Regions from separate parts of the Bombyx mori genome. Here region 2 is linked to region 1. Evidence: chromatin contacts called from public Hi-C data. All regions are on one chromosome and are shown on one strand. Each heading gives the region's core, a stretch centred on a gene start, on an enhancer-like site or on the middle of the called end of the contact. The rest is flanking DNA. Distances are from core to core; before and after follow the strand shown.

Region 1 (3,921 bases), core at 946-3,445:
ATATCAACAAATATTAATGTACAATAAATGTAAAATATTATTGATTAATAGTTTTATCCTCATTTTGTCATTTTTAACAATACCCAGTGTTTTGCGAATGAAAACATTTATTCAAAAATCTTTCTTCAAATTCTTTAGTTGTTTTTTTTTAGTAGTTCTATCTTATATGTTTATCTAAGTCTAACTATCTAGTCTATGTTCTATCTTACCTTTGTCCTATTTCTCTTCATTCTAGTTTCAGAAGAAGCATCTTCAACTGACTTTTTAGCTGGAGTAGATCCATCATTAGTCTTGCTCAGTGATGTCTGTCGTCTTTTTCTCATTGGAGGTGTTACTGTGGCCAGCTTGAGAGTTGATTTCGGTTTATTATCAACTTTAATCTGTTTTGGTTCTAGTTTTTTTTCTTCAATTTTCTCATCCGAACTTTGTGGTTTCTGTTCGGTTTGTTCCTCTTTTTTTGAGCTGTCAACTTTATCTTCATTCTTTACTTCAGAAGACTGAGGTTCAATCTTAGTTTCCTCCTTAGTGTCTTTTGGTTTCTCAACTTTAACCTCTGAAACAATTTCTGTTGGTGATGCTTTCTCTTGTAATTGACTGTCTTTTGCTGTTTCTGGCTTACTGTCACTCTGACTCGGAGCAACATCAGCTGCCGGTGATGGTTTAATTTCTATTGGTTTTAAAGGTGACTTCTCAGGTGGTTCATTAGCTGTTGCCATTTTAGGTTGTGTAGAGCCTTCTGTCTGATTATTAGAGTTTGATGTTTCAGATTTTTGAGGTGGCCCACTCCAGGTCTTCTCAGGTGGTTTAGGGGTACTAGGTGATGTCTTAGCAATATCTTGTTTTTCCTTATTGCTCTCTGGATTTTGAGGTTTCAATGGACTCGGAGTGTTTGTGCCAGATTTTGTAGAATCTATGGTACCATTGGCAGGACCAGTTGAATCAGCATCTTTCTTTTCAGGAGTTCTCGTTAGAGCTAGTGGCTGGGATGTATTTGCCTTATCTTGCACTAAACTCAATGGTGAACTTGTAGTTTTACTTGGACTCGCTGCTACAGCAGGAGCCACAGAATTCTGTGTGACATGGGACAGGTTGCCATGGTGACTCATGTTCTGAGCCATCTGAGCCATGTTTGCAGATATGGGAGCCATGGAAGGTACTGCGTGTGGCAGCAGCGGAGGCGCCGGAGCGTGGTGGGTCAGATTGTGCCCAACTAAGTTGTTCCCGAGATGAAGAGAATTCTGCGCACCTTGGGGGTGTCCTACAGCGTGGTTCACAGTGGCTACGTTGCCTTTGGCGGGACTAGATTGTCCACCGGGCTGCGGAACCCCCGGTTGTGCCAACACAGGTTTCAAAGCAGAATTCATAATGAACGCGTATGCGTCCACAAAGCGAGCTGAAACATAAAGTTAAAACAGTTTACAAGTATGTTTTGGTTACGATGTAACGCATTGCAATGTCTTTGACCCAAAACAATATTTCATACATAGTAGAGATAAATGCGGCGCGCGCGTAAGAACGCGGGGAGCGCTCTCAACCTCGATCCCGCCGTTCTAAAAACTACTGATAATAATTGGTTACATATTTACCACTAGCTGTTTTGGTGACAATAGCCCATGAAATAGACGGCAACGACTACCCGCGAACGATTTAGCAACAAAAAATAATGCGTTGCTATAACCAGGAACTTCCTTGATACCCGCCGAAGACTTCAACTCTCACACTTGCACTTTAAAGTTTCAATTCACTAAAAATACGCAAGATCTAAATTGCAGCAAAACAATTCCATGATTTATTAGCACTTTTAACCATGAATTTCCATTCACTTCACTCCAGAACAAGTACATAACAGGCACAGTAGTTTAGAGATGGCGTCGGCATAACGCGCATGCGCCACCCTCTTCCGAAACCCGCCAATCACCGACAAAGAAAACGTGTGACGAAACGAACTGCAAACGAATTCTTCTGAGAAATGCTTCTCTCTCACACAAACTTTAACCTATAACGCTATCTCTTCTCAACAAAAGTTTTTGAACCAATAGACTAGACCTAGATAACATTTGAATTTATTGAATATTAGGAAACATAATATTTTTGTCCTTATCTAAATAGCGTTAACTGTCTCTTACATAAATCTTATAATAACTATTAAAATGTTTAAAAACCTGCTTTTTCATTTCAACTAAAATATTCGTAATCAACATGTTTTCTGCTGTAGCAACGGCCACGTCGAAAAGTAGCTATTTTTTTGTATGTTCATTAATAGAAGGGCTTTCCGATGGGGAACAAACCAAAAGCCTACGACTAAATCAAAGAATCCTATAGAAAGACCTGTTCAGATAATGGTGTATGATTTTTGGCCCAAAGGTATAAGTTGTTTTATTCACTCTTGAGCATCATCTCTTTTTTTGTAGCCTTTTTTTCTTCCTAGGTACCTATTCTAGTGACCTCAAGGGGTCATACTAGATTCATCGAATGAGTAGGTGAGGTCATGGGCTCTAACCTGAGGTTTGTAGCAAGCATTACCTACTCTCCTGTATTTAAATTCAGATACATTTTTTTTATACAATTAGGCCTCCATGACACTTTTAATTAAAAAGTGATTTTATCGAGCGACAACCTTACATTGCGCGAGTGATCGCAAGCTAGGATTACCTTACGTTGACTTCTTATTTCACACACGATTCTAAAATCAAACAATATCCGCATGAAAGATTATTCTGCTGTTCGTGTATTTTACTCCATCGTATAGGGAGTGCTCTCTGAAATTGTTTGAGATAATGGCGTGGTCTTTTTATCATCACAGCACACGCTATTAAACTTTACTATAGCAAATTAAATCTCTATTAAACGGAACGACTGTACTTTCATATATCATTTTTATCACGTACTATCACGTTTTGGAACGAACTCTACCTCTACGGTGTTCCTTCAGCGCATTGATGACCTTTTTCAATCAAAGCTTAACTTGACTTTGACTTGGCAGCAGCTTGGCTGCTGATATTGCTGATCTCTCATTGTCAATGACGATTAATCACTTAGCGTCAGATGAGCCGTGCGTTAATCTGTCCTCAAGTGAAATTTGAATTAGTAACGTCAATACTTTATGCTATTTGAAAATTGACATGGCTTTGAAGAGAAGACGCCGGGTGTACTTTTATTTTGAGCGATGAGATGATGCCTGCAGGAAAATTCCCTAGCATTTTTAAAATCAAACACGTACCGATCACAATATGTTCACAATGACTTCAGCATCAAGGAATAATGCCGGTAATAAAAATGAAACCCTGAAAAAGTATAACTTGGGTAATAAAGAGGACAGGGCACCTTGAACGCAACCCGCAAGGGTAGGATCATCAATCACCATGCCTATTTCTTAGTTTTGAGAAGGATGAGATAACCGTTATACTTTAAGTACACTTGAGATATTCTAGTTTCTGGCCTGAAGGTGGGCTACGGTATCTATGTTTTTATATCTATGGGCCCCGGAAAGCACTAGGTGAGTTCGTTCACCCGCATAAGCAATAAATAAAAATAGAACTCGATAAACCATATCCAGAGATTTTAATTCATATCTTTACCCTTGTTCTTGACAGTATAGGGGGGGGGGGGGTGTAATAAACCATGAAAAAAATTTTTTTTAGCAGTAGGCAGCGGCTTGGCTTTGCCCCTGGCATTGCTGAAGTCCATGGGCGACGATAACCACTCACCGTCAGGTGGGCTGTATGCACGTCTGACTACAAGGGCAATAAAAAAAAAATTGGTACCTCAAGCGTTCGACGAGTAAATTAACCCACAGACACAGGCCACTGAGTTTCTCACCGGATCTTCTCAGTGAAAAAAAAAATTTTTATGAACATTTATGCACATAGTCTGTGCTGTTAAGCATAGATTATACACTTAAGGGGACTTTTTGGCGGGAAC
Region 2 (4,113 bases), core at 381-2,880, 600 kb after region 1:
ATCGTGATGAATGGGACATCATGATACCTTTGTGTATATTTATGTTTCGTTTTAAGCTCGATTATAAAAATTCTCAATGAAGGAATTCCCAATAGTCTAGCACACTATGCTCACGGCACGAATGGTAACGAAAAGAATGAAAATTAAATAGTAAATTAAATACATTCGATGAAAGGGGGAATACCCCGAATTTATACAAAATGTCAAAAAGTACGAGAATAAATAAGCGTGAATTCTACTAAAATATACCAAATAATTTTTACATACTAAATTCTGTTGCCAGTACCTCAAAATCTACCAAAAAGTAGATATCTACTAAATCTGGTCATGCTGGTGACAGCTGTCAATTTTCTTAAGTAGTTCCATTTTACCAAAAGGACAGGCAAAAGTATCAATCCATACAACCTAATCTTTTGTACATTTTGTTTTATGAAAAGTGATATGGAGCGAAATAAAATAAAATTAATTAATCTGAGACTTTAATTAGTTGGGGTGAAATTAATGGAAACAAGATGATATTGCATAAAATATAATCTCAATAAAAATGTGATTATTTACTGAGACTTTTTCAATGAACTTCTTGGAAGATCCCGTGTAGATATGTCCAGACTCCAGCGGCTTGTTTCATTTTCCCACATTTGTGCAAGAGATAATAAACAGATAATGAATTACCATTACGATTAGTACTCATTTAAACCCAAATAAACCCCAAATTAAAGAAAACAATTCACACAACTTCGCTCCTCGCAGTTTCGCCAAAAACTCCTCAAATTTCTTAATTTTTTCAGATTTTGTGGCCTGTATTTTTTTTAATATTTTATGTCTCAATTTTCATTAAGTTTATTCTAAAAAGTAAAATGCCTCTCATCAAATGGTTATTTTTGAATAAATACATATATCACAATGTACATGTATTAGTTCATTTTCTTACAGTGAAATGTATCATCAAATTCAACAGGTATGTCTTGCCAGCTAAGTTTATGGATTTATGAAACCAACATAATCTAAAAATTATAGTGCGCTTTGTTCGAGTTAAATACAAAGACGAAACTCTGTCAATATTTTATTTTTTAGGAGAGCTTGAAGTGTGATCTTGTGAGAATTGTTTTAATTTATCAATTTGGAGTTTATAACTACTGAAAAGGACATGTCGAGGAATTTAATTATTCACTTTTCTTATCTGCCATAGTATATTTATTTATCAGATGTACAAAAGAATATAATAACAAAAAAATAGTCAATATTCATGTATAAAGGTATCAGTATCATTTATTATTAATCAGCATCTATAATGCAATGGAATCCAATTAGTAGGCATGGTTTAAAATTGTATGATATTACTGAGATTTTTATTATTCCGTTTCATTTTAAATCTAAATTTTAACTTTGTACAATATAGGAAACCGATGCGCTTGATTTTTTTTAGTTAGTTGCATGAAGGTATACTGTCTAGTAAAAATAAACGTTTTTGGTTAAGAGGGAAAAGCTTAAAATAAAATAATTAAGATTACGAACTAATTACAAAAAAAATATCTATAGCTACAGTCATTTACAGTTACAAGCCGGCTCTATAGGCTATGCTGTGTTCGCCTAAACAGTGGCCAAAACAAACAAATGACGTTGTTGCTGTCATTTTTTGAGTTTGTGATTGAGAGATTCGCTTTACACATATCGTCGTGTTGGTGTTTATTGTGTAGAACATTCAGAAAATTATTTATTGTGAAACTATTCAAAAGTTTTAACATGTGAGTGATGAGTTGTACGGAAAATGAAAGTGGCCCTTTTGTCGTGTTCTTCTTACCAGCAATTGTCGGCTGTCTGACTATACTTTTAGCTAGACGCTGGGCAAATTCTCAAGTTAGCAATACTTCATCAACAGCCGTCTCAAGACGGCGGAAAATTATTAAAGACCCGCTCATTAAGAGACCTTTGCCTCCTATCGCTTGTAAAATGGTTCACCCTGGAGCGAAAAAGGCCACAGGGACGAATAATAAGAAGGTAAATGTGGATTCTCTTTTTCATGTAGGATACTGGCTTATGATTCTATAAATAGATAGTTTATCGATTTGTAATTGATTAAACTGATTAAAAAAACAAGTGAGGTTTCAACCTTGGATATTAACAAATTAAATATAACAAAATTGTTGTGAGTTTTCCATAAATTTGTAAACACAATTTTACATTAAATTGAATGGCTAGGGAAATTTTCTTAAAGATGTTAATAGTGTGTTTATAATTTACAGTGTACATACCCAGTTGAGGATGATGTAAGTGGGGGGAAACGTGTTGGCCGTCAAACTAGGGTGACTCCAAATACAGCGCCAACAGTAACACTAGCAGATATCAAGCTAGCTGAAGGACCCATACCACCGAAACACATTCCATTCCCACATATACCCCAAGATGGACCGTTACTATTTGAAGTACTGATGTTTATGTTCACACTGGCAGCAACAGGACTACAGTTTTTGAACCTGTATAGGACCACTTGGTGGCTACCAAATTCATACACAAACCAGGCTATGGTGAGTGTACACCTCTATTTGTTTCATTTTAAATTAGTGGAACCCAGTTAACCATTGAGATTTTCGCTAAGTATTTACTAATAGCATTACCAGCTTTGAAGAAATGCTGATAATTGGAAGACATTGTTAAAATACACAAATTAGGAACCGTAGTAACATTATTTTCAAAATAATGCTATTATTATATATTAAAATCTTCAGGGAAGAATTTTTCATAGTACAAAAAATGTAAATTGAATTTTTTTTTAATTTGTTCATTTTAGAATGAAAATAATTCAATAAGTTAAAAAAACGAACAAAAATAGTGGCTATTCATTTAAAAAAAAGATATGCCCACAAGTGTCGTCATTTAGCGTAGAATTATATATATGAACAATTAAAAAAGGATACCATATCTGCCAAAGTCCCTGAAGAGATTAAGATGTACTTCAATGTATGTATATAAATATAATTCACCTCAGATTTAATGAATGAATTATGTAGAATTAGAGAGTTAAAGAATGTTTAAAAAAAATTATGATTGAATTTGTAACAAACAACAGTCACTTTGTCCGGTAGGTAAACATAATTTTATATAAATTATGCAGTCTGTGAATTGAATTATTCAAATTCATGCCCCAAACTGACAATCATATCGTGACTAGAATCTTAAAATTAATGTCAACAACACCAGTGGCAGAGCCAAGCTGCTACCTACCACTGAATACTCTTTGCATATCTCCCTGTCTAAGTTCTGCCCATGTGACTATTTCACACTGACTATATCATTAAATACTACTCATGACTTGAATGCAATAATGTTCATAAAAATTCTTAATTCAATAAGCAATAAAGCTTACTTATTAGGACAATTAATAAAATTAGAAGAATTAACTGAATTAACAATTGCTAAGTACCGTAAAGTAGAATAATAAATCAGCTTGTTCACTGATGACTTGTTAAGTTATACCAGCATTGTATTGATTTGAAATATCAATTTTGTCTCACTTTCTAACAAGTGATTGCAGATCTTTGACATAGGTCAAAAACCCTACGTTGTGTGACAATTTTTGTACTTAAATTCTAAACAAAACTATAAAAAAACTTTAAATTTTTTTTAATTGTTTACAGAATTTCTACCTGATCGACCCACATTTGGTAGCTTTTATAATTACTTTACTATTCAGAAGATTATTGTTGAGCATTAGCTTGGTCATTTTGAGGATGATGCTGCCACCGAAATTAATGCCACAGGCTGTGGTGGCTGCGAGGTAAATCTGCAGTTACTAATAGTATCTATTCAACATCAGGCTATGGTGTGCTATGCTCTATTTATCTAACTTTCATTTTGTTTTATTTTATAGCTTAGATGGGTGGACGAGCTCACAGCCCACCTGGTGTTAAGTGGTTACTGGAGCCCATAGACATCTACAACGTAAATGCGCCACCCACCTTGAGATATAAGTTCTAAGGTCTTAAGTACAGTTACAACAGCTGCCCCATCCTTAAACCGAAACGCATTACTGCTTCACGGTAGAAATAGGCGGGGTGGTGGTACCCACCTGCGCGGACTCACAAGAGGTCCTACCACTAGTAATTACGCAAATTA

Evidence for each region. A called contact is a pair of places that touch in the nucleus more often than the background predicts.
Region 2: a Hi-C map of posterior silk gland shows a contact between it and region 1, with 1.6 times the contacts expected there. The contact joins the promoter of LOC101742012 here to the promoter of LOC101741061 in region 1. A contact is called at or near these places in 4 of 7 Hi-C or Micro-C datasets (middle silk gland, posterior silk gland and whole pupa).

Annotation. Positions count from the first base shown.
Region 1 is chr23:1,711,330-1,715,250 of ASM3026992v2, forward strand. LOC101741061 (muscle M-line assembly protein unc-89) reads right to left here and starts at 2,196. Exons shown (of 9, transcript XM_012689812.4): 1 at 1,587-2,196; 2 at 210-1,393. The coding sequence starts at 1,364.
Region 2 is chr23:2,309,771-2,313,883 of ASM3026992v2, forward strand. It overlaps LOC101742012 (transmembrane protein 39A), which reads left to right and starts at 1,631. Exons shown (of 8, transcript XM_004925427.5): 1 at 1,631-1,998; 2 at 2,244-2,525; 3 at 3,636-3,775. The coding sequence starts at 1,753.